Linked DNA regions of Mus musculus: regions 1 and 2 are each linked to region 3. The links are chromatin contacts, called in public Hi-C maps. All regions are on one chromosome and are shown on one strand. The core of a region is the stretch at or near the end of the contact, and the rest is flanking DNA. Distances in the headings are between cores, read along the strand shown. Region 1 holds the start of Vamp3 (vesicle-associated membrane protein 3). Region 2 holds the start of Camta1 (calmodulin binding transcription activator 1). Region 3 holds the start of Clcn6 (chloride channel, voltage-sensitive 6).

Region 1 (2,700 bases), core at 15-2,514, 3.0 Mb after region 3:
CAATAAAGTGTGGGTTTTTTTTTTTTTTAAACTTGCTTTAAGACACACAGATGTTTAAAGTAGACTCCTGATCTTTTTGTTGTGGCTGATAATTAGGAACAATCACAGAACAGACAATATGAAGAAATAGGTTCAAAGTGCATGGAGGGGGTCTGTATGAACGGGAAGGAGGCTGAAGCAACTGTCTCTGTTGGAAAGTCATTCATCTCTCATAGGTTCAGTGAGTCTGGATTTTCACTCATCCCCACTTTTCACAAGTACTCTGGTTTTTAAGTCCTTATTGCCTCCATTAAACTCTTGTATCTAAAACAGCTTCCAATTTTTGCCTTCCTACACAACTGTCACTCTAGGGTTGACTCACAGCACTTTTTAAAGTTTGCACTGTGTCTACCACCAAGGACACATCACTGATGGCTGTCTCACATAACTCAGGGTCCGAAAATTAAACAGGTAAGGACCGTGCTCTGGAAGCACTATCCATGTTATTTATTTTTTCTCTCTTTAAAGTCTAATATCACTAAAGAGGATACTACGATCCTTCCCATCTTATTAAAACTTAGGCTGAACATGCGGCTGGCTGAACTGAACCAATTTAATCCTCTTGAGTGTGGACCGGACACTGCCATTTGCTCAGCAGTCTGACCAGGTACATCTTAAGTGGTGACAACAATTCTGGCTGAAGGTTGCAATTAGAAACCAATTTTAAAACCAGAGTGTGCTGGCTTAAAACGGAAGAGAAACCCATTGCCCAGATGCGTCGGGAGCGCCAAACGCTGGCCTACGACGGGCTCCCGGCCACCTCAGGTCTCCCGCTCCTGCCGGGCGCACCCCGCGCACAGAGTGAGCGTTCACGCTCGCTCCCGCCCCTCGCGAGGAAGGAGCCGCGGGGTGTGGCGGCCGCTTCCTCGGTCAGGCGGTGTCCCCACCCCCGTCCTTCCGCGTCTGCCCGCCGTCCGCGGGGCACTCGGGGACGTCGCGGCGCCACGACTCGTCCCGCAGCGTCCGGGGACAGGGTGCACCGCGGGGCCGCTGCCCACCTCAGGCCCCGGGACTCCGCGCGTAGGCCTGCGAGGCCTCCACTCGAGTCCGAGTGTCAAGCAGCGGCCACCGCGCCTGAAGCGGGTCGCAGGAGTGGGCCACCATCCCCGGAGCCCGCCTCGCCTCTCAGCGCAGCGCGTCACTCACATTTTGGCGGCGGTGGCGGCGGCGAATGGCCGAGGGTCGACGGACTCGCGCTGCAGGCAACCGAGGCTGAGGAGATGGGCGGGGCCGTGGTGACGTCACGAGCGGTGGCCGGACCGGAACCCGCGACGCGCTCTTAGTCGCCAGGGGCGCGCCGGAAATGGGCGGGATAGGAATCGAGCCGGGCGCAGCGCGGGCTGTCACCTCGGAGCAGAGCGGAGTGGGAGGGGCCAGAGCTTGCGCTGAAGTAGCGCCGGCGCTGACGAGTGGGCGGGCGTTCTCGGTGGACAAGTGGGCGGGGCTAGAGCGCGGCGCCTGCGCCTTTGGGCTGGGCTCTTCGCCGCCAAGGAATCACAGCAGCTCCCTGCAGTGTCTCTGCTGCCCTGTCTCTAGCCCTGGAAAGGCAGTTTAGAGTGAGAATGGGTACGTTTTACATTACTGTGAGCCCGCATACCTTGTCTCTCATGTTAGAAACAGCGGACGTGCCTAACGTTCCAGAATAATCTAGTGGTCCTGAGGAGACAAAGTTCTTTTCTGAGAAAGAGGCAGTAGGAAGTCCATGTGGAGTCTTGGCCACAGGATTTGGGAGAAGTCTCCTCTCAGGTTCTCACATGACAAATATTTGCCATTGCACGGATATTAAATCCCTAAAGGGAGCCTTGGCTTAGAGAACTGTAAGGTTCTTCATTTCTGTAATTCCCTGGCCCTTGCGGAGACGACACTCAATTTTTGTTCAACGGGGGTGAGTAGTTATGTGGAAAAGAATCCCAACAAGGTCTAAAACAGACTAAATAAACTCCGTTGGTGGATTCACTCAATGAAATACACTAAGGTATTTTTCCACTTCAGCATGGTAACTCCCAAAGGTGTGTGTTGCAATTAAAGAGCGCCACACCAGTGGGTACTAGGTTGAGTAGTAGTTATAAAAACCATTCTGGATAGGAGGAAATGGAGAGTGTGGGGCCGGGCTTAAACAGTGAACAGAAAATGCAGTGGGCTCCTGGTGGGAGGTTCAGAGTGTGAAACTGGCACTAGTTCTGAGGTAGATCAGAAGTGAAGTCCTACCAGAGAGATAACAGAACTCTACAGCCAAGAGGACTGGAACAGTGACGAAGAATACCTAGCAGGGAGGCCTTGTGAGGTAAGCTGGAAAGGGTCTTAAAAAAAAAAAAAACACACACAAAAACCACACACACACAACCCAGCCAACTACCTAGTAGAGCTAAAGAGTGTACTTAGTTGGCAGAGTGCTTGTCTAATATGCAGCCCTGGGTTTGATCCCCAGAACCACGTAGACCCAGGCTGTTAGCACACCCATAATCGCAACGAAAGCTTTTAGGTAAAAGGTTAAGAGGTTCAATGTCACCCTTAAGCTTAAGCGTTGGGAATTCATGGGTACTCTGAGCTACATGAGAAAGGTTAATTTAAAATTGAGATCCTTATCTTCCAAGTAACTGCATTTAAAATAAATCGATGTGTTAAGGAACCAGGCAAGGTAGGTAGAAAGGAAGTGCTTTG
Region 2 (2,700 bases), core at 138-2,637, 3.8 Mb after region 3:
TCCCAGTGGGATAGTGTTAACTGGTGAAGGGTGCCCCCTAAGATCCAAGAGTGAACGGGAAGCAATAGATCCTTCTTTTCCTGCAAGAAACAAGTACTGAGGTCCCTTACACTCAAGTGGTAGGCACATCGGAAGTCCTGCCTGCCCTACATCTTACTGGGGCGCCCACCCTGGCCCAGACAGGGAACTCCAAGGAGAGAGGCAGACAGCTAGGGAGAGGAGCATTGGAGCGTCCGGTTTTCCCAACAAGAAAGAGGGCAACTCGAAGGGTGTTCAGGAAATGAGCTCACCCTAACCCAGGAAAGTGTACGGAAAGAGTACAGATCTGGAAGAAGTGTCTGCCTGCCTATTTAGAAATGACTTCAGAGCTGCACAGGGCCCCACAAGCCACTGGGTGAGCTAAGAAGGAAGAACATGGGTAGCCCCGAGTCCCCTTGTCCTGGCCAAAAAAAAAAAAAAAGATTAACCCAGCGTGCAGAGGCTCCGCGGCCCCACGAGAGTCCCCTCAAAAAGGGGACAGGCTGACACGGAACCCTCAGTGCTCGGAGAGGATCGGGGTCACGGAAGGTAAAGGGCATGGCAGTGTGGAGACCCCACCCTCCCGGTAGTGAGGGTGCAAGGGCAAGTGTGGAAGAGCATGCTGTGAGGGGCGGGGAGGCCGCGCGAGGACCCCGGCCCTGCTGGGGGAGGGGTCGCCCGGGGCCTCGGCCGAGGGGCGCTCGGCACGAGGGGGGCCCCCTGGCGGGGACCCGCGCGGGGACACCCCCCACGCCGGCGCTAGGAGGCGCCGCGCGGCCCGAGGGGGGCTGTGGAGGGGAACGTCCGGCCCTGACGCCGCTACGGCCGCCGGCACCGGTGCCCGCGAGCCCCCGCGGCCCGGGAAACTTTCCGCCCCGCGGCCCCCTGACACCCCGACCGACACGGCGGGGATGCCCCGGGCCGGGTGCGGGAGGCGTCGCGGCTTCTCCTCCTCCTCGCTGGGCCCGGCCCCCGCCCCGCGCGCCCCCCGCCCCGGCCTGCCGCCCCCGGGGCTGGGTGCGGGGCGCCCCGCTCGGCCGGCCCGCGAGTCACCTCAGGACTCGGCCGCGCTCCGCCCCCCCCACCCCGCCGGCGCCCTCCCCGCGCCCGCCGCGCCCCCGCGCTCGCGCCCCGCGCCGCCGATGCCCGGGATGTCCGGCGCGGCCCCGGGCTCGCCGTGTCGCCGCCACCCTGACAGCCCCGGGCCCTCACGCTCCGGCTCTCACCTTCCGGCTTGTTTTCGGCAGCCATTTCCCCTCCGCGCGCCACATCCTCCTCCTCCTCGCGACCGGGACCCCGAGCGCGCGCCTCGTACCGCCGCCGCCGCCGGCCCAGCCACCCCGCCGCCGCCGCGCACCCGCCCTGGCCCCGCCCCGCGGCCCACGCACAGCGCCCACTGGTTGGTGCGTCTGCCAGTCACGGCTCCCGCGACCAATCGGACCGCACCAGGGGTCTCACTACTCTCCGGGAGGAGCGTCCTATCCACCCTGTCCATTGGCTGATCACCACCGCACCGACTAAAGTGATTGGCCTGGAATCAACGCCCCCTCCCCACCCACTCCCGGGAAAACCCGCCCTCCAGACCTAAACAAAGCTTCCTAGTGGACAGAGGTCGAAAGGATGGCCCAATCAGGATGAGGCTGACACGGAATATTTCCTCGAGGCCGAGACGTGGTGTTTTGATTGGACGTCACTACAGTGTTTCCCAAGCCGTCCAGACCAATCAAAGGGGGTTCCCGGAACTCGGGAACGGCTGTGGGAAGCCCCGCCCCCCAGCGTGACCGTCATGAGGAAGGCGCTCGCTCATTGGTGTGCTGGGGCTTTTCCCGCGTGCTCCGGGAGCTGAAGGACGTTCCCGGGGAAGCCGCTGCTGGCGCGTGGGGGTCCCGGTGTCTTCGGAGGACACGCTGGGATCTCCGGGATCCCGCAGCCTGCGGCGCTGGCGGGGGGCGGCCCTGCCGGAGGGATACGTAAGGCACCGAGGCGTGCCGGTTCACAGCGTTCCCGAACCGTTTAGCCGAGAGTCGGGGCGTCGCTGCCCGACACGGGGGAGGGGCGCACCTCCCGGCAGACCACGCCCCTCGGCCAAATCCCGCCCCTTCCTGGCCTCAGCCCCGCCCCCTCGGCCGGCGCAGCGTCCCCGCGGCCACCCTACGCTCCCGCCTGCCTTGCGCTCCTCTGTCCCCTTTTCTAGCGGCTTAAAATACTGAAACTTTATTTTGGTCACGTTGCCCATGTGACCGGCGGAGCCGATGAGTCATAGGTGCCTGTCCCAGGCTGCAGCCGCGGATCTAGGGCTCGGAACGCTCGACCTCGGCTAGCCTAGCCAATCCCTCCCGGGCTCCCGGCGCTTCGGTCGGGTTCCAGCCGCAGCTCCGCGCAGCTCTCCTGCCTGTAGGTCCACACCGGAGAGATTCGCACGCCCTGCAGACACAAGCCCGGGCCAGAAGAGCTGCAAAGTACTGCGCCTTCTCGAGAGAAATCAGGGGCTCTGAACGTGGCCAGAAAATAGAGGAAAGGATGGAAGGAGAGAGGGAGGGGAAGGGCAGAGTGCAGGAATTCCGCACATAGAAAAATAAAAGGGAAGGAGAAGAGGGAGGGCAAACACCATGCAGGGATTCTGCAGGTGCACTGAAGGGAAGCGGGAGGGAAGGAAGGAGAATGCACTTTAATGAAAAGCAG
Region 3 (2,700 bases), core at 48-2,547:
CAGCCTCCCAAGTCCAGTGGCAAACTAAAAGGAACCACAACATGTGGCCCCACACTCTTCAAAGTTTCATATCTGAAACTGGAAACTATAATCCAGAATAGGGCAGAAGAGAGAGAGGCAAGGTCTCCTCACAGCTCACGAGAGAGACTGTTTTGAGCACTCACAGGGAAGAGCTTCGACCCTGGGTCCCTGGAAGGTTTAATGGCAAACACGCTCTATATCCAGGCAGAACTGGAATGCATCACCACCAGACTGTGGGACCAGGTTAAGGACTTGCTAGGCAGTCATCTCCCCCATTCCCTGAGGCAGAGGGTCAAAGAGCATCTCTGGTTGGAGGCCTGAAGCACTCAGTCCTCTCACTACACCAGTTACCCAGGACAGCATCTGGAACACCTCACCTCATAGTCTTTCCTTGGAAGAATCTCATCCTCTTCTTCCTGTGTCTCCCCAAGGATGGTCTAGAAAAACAGATTCACAGAATGGAGATCTTTTAATGGGTTAAGGGTACAAGGAGGGTAGTATTATTAAAATCGAAATTAGCTAGAGCCATCTTCAAAGAGGAACAATGTTTCAAAACCATGAGCTCTACATTTCTATTGATCGGCGAATTCTTTAAATCGTAATGCTCACCTTCAGGACACCTGAAAGATGTCTGATGGCAGCTTCGTTGGAGGAGAAAATTCGTGTTTCATTTGACAATAGACTGACTACGGAATCGGGGGGAATGAATCAATTCTGAGAACACAACTCAAGTTTTCCCAGCTTGCTTTGCACGGGGAAGCTGGATCACCAGTGACCCAGAAAGAGTGAAGGGTAGAGAATAAGAACAGGCCAGAGAAACTACACCAACGGCATGGGCGTCACGTCCCGCGCAAGGGCTCATTCTACAATGCTTGCTTCGTTCAAAACTCAAAGAGAATATGGACGGCATTAATTCAAGCTGGCCGAGGCCCTCCCTCGGAGTCCAGAGAGAGGTTATAGAACAGAACTCTGGCTGGGGCACGCGGAGGTAAGCTGGATGCTTCCCGAGCCCAGGCAGCGGTCTCCGGGCCCCACCCGCTGCCACCTGCAGGCGCGGTCCGGCGCGGCCCCACCCCCGGCAACGCCTCTTGTCATCCTGTCATCCCTCCGTAGCCACCCCTTCCCCAGCCAGGCAGCCGCTCACCAGCTCCTCGGGGGTGCGGCTCTCCCGTTCACCGCAGCAGCAACACCACCGGCAGCAGCAGCACACGGACCCCCTGCACCCCGCCATCTTCCTCCTTTGCTGCCGCTCCGGACCACCTAGGCCAACCCCCCTCCCACCCAGGATCCGCGCCTCACGTGACTGGCCCCGGGAGGGTCACGTGGCCCTCTCGAGCTCTGGGTCCGGAGACAGGGAGTGGCTGCAGACGGGTGGGGCGAGGGCTCGCGTCACATGACGCAGTACTTGGCTGGCTTCCCCTGAGACCTCTGGGCGCGGCCATGTTGGGGCGGGACTTCCGGCCGTCGTCTCGTCTCGTAGATGTGGCTTCCGCCTGCCGCTCGTCCTGTTTCCCTTAGCAACCGACAGCTCCGCCCCGCCTTCTTCGCCAGCCCTAGGGAGGTGGCACCCTCGCCGCCACCGATCTGACGCAAGAGGTAACGCAAAAGGCTTGGGACGCTGCGGATAGATTCGCAGAGTCGGGAACACACCACCGCAAGCTAGACCTGTGGGCAGGCGGTTAGGTGCTGGCCGGCCCTTTGCACGTGAAGGCTCCTTAGGGCCTATGAATACTCATGGAGGCTGTCACCCCAGCCCCACTACCTGCAGGAAGGTATCTCAAAGTTAAAGGAATCCTGGATCTGGGGCAGTGATCCAGACCCTGCAGCCTTCTGGGACCCGCATCCCCGCCACGGCCTGTGACCCATTGACCAGGTGACCCGATTACCATCCCTCAGGCCATGGTGGCTGCCTGCCATAGTGTCTGTCTGTCTAGCTCTCTCGCTCGCTCTCTGGGATTTTGTTTGGTTTGGTTTGGTTTTCGCGACAGATTCTCTGTGTAGCCCTAGCTGTTCTGAAACTCTCTGTAGATCAGGCCTCGAACTCCGAGATCCATTGCCTCCTGCGAGCTGAGATTAAATATGTGCGTTGTCATGCCTGGTTGCCATAGTCTCTTAAACCCATCTCCCTGACAGCATCTGGAAAGGAAGAGTGGACCGACCATTAGTTTCAACGCCCAGGTGTCCATAGCATCCTGCAGTTCACATGCATCTATCACAACTCTTCCGGGAGTGGTGGGCTCAGTGTTTGTCAGTCTTATTTAAATGATCAGTAGGTGGCAGCGAGGCATTTTGAGATTGGTGTGGAGGTCTTGGCAGTTTTGAGCCCAGTGAGTACTGCCTGTTTTACTACTCTGCCAGGCACTGGCGATGCCACGCCTGAGACTGGTCTTTCTGGTCCAGTCACAGGCAGGGGACTGGACAGTAGAAGGGTAAACAAATTTGTCGGTTCACAGGCTCATCCTTGTGTGATTTGGGAGCTCAACTAATAATGGATAGGGGGTGGGAACTGTTAGAAATGCTTAAACCGAGCCGGGTGTGATGGCGCACGCCTTTAATCCCAACACTCAGGAGGCAGAGGCAGGCGGATTTCTGAGTTTGAGGCCAGCCTGGTCTACAAAGTGAGTTCCAAGACATCCAGGGCTCTACAGAAAAACCCTGTCTCGAAAAACCAGAAAAAAA

What was found. Hi-C and Micro-C count contacts between places; a contact is called where the count stands out from the background.
Region 1: a contact with region 3 is called in a Hi-C map of B cells, with 6 read pairs. The contact joins the promoter of Vamp3 here to the promoter of Clcn6 in region 3. A contact is called at or near these places in 2 of 39 promoter capture datasets (liver and pre-B cells), 4 of 484 Hi-C or Micro-C datasets (B cells, CD4 T cells and erythroblasts) and 1 of 9 other capture datasets (liver).
Region 2: a Hi-C map of CD8 T cells shows a contact between it and region 3, with 6 times the contacts expected there. The contact joins the promoter of Camta1 here to the promoter of Clcn6 in region 3. A contact is called at or near these places in 3 of 484 Hi-C or Micro-C datasets (CD4 T cells, CD8 T cells and neutrophils).

The regions. Positions count from the first base shown.
Region 1 is chr4:151,056,689-151,059,388 of GRCm38.p6, forward strand. Vamp3 (vesicle-associated membrane protein 3) reads right to left here and starts at 1,265. Exons shown (of 5, transcript NM_009498.4): 1 at 1,186-1,265. The coding sequence starts at 1,187. Gm38529 reads left to right here. Exons shown (of 2, transcript XM_017320565.2): 2 at 1-2,368. The coding sequence starts at 753. The coding sequence ends at 1,322.
Region 2 is chr4:151,860,381-151,863,080 of GRCm38.p6, forward strand. Camta1 (calmodulin binding transcription activator 1) reads right to left here and starts at 1,388. Exons shown (of 24, transcript NM_001081557.3): 1 at 1,245-1,388. The coding sequence starts at 1,289. The region is part of intron 2 of Gm42357 (a long non-coding RNA gene); the gene reads left to right. 9230110K08Rik (a long non-coding RNA gene) reads left to right here and starts at 1,364. Exons shown (of 2, transcript XR_390981.3): 1 at 1,364-2,477.
Region 3 is chr4:148,037,516-148,040,215 of GRCm38.p6, forward strand. It overlaps Clcn6 (chloride channel, voltage-sensitive 6), which reads right to left and starts at 1,298. Exons shown (of 23, transcript NM_011929.3): 1 at 1,166-1,298; 2 at 399-458. The coding sequence starts at 1,252. It overlaps Mthfr (methylenetetrahydrofolate reductase), which reads left to right and starts at 1,562. Exons shown (of 12, transcript NM_010840.3): 1 at 1,562-1,617. RefSeq lists promoters at 1,012-1,650, 1,461-1,650, 1,903-2,700.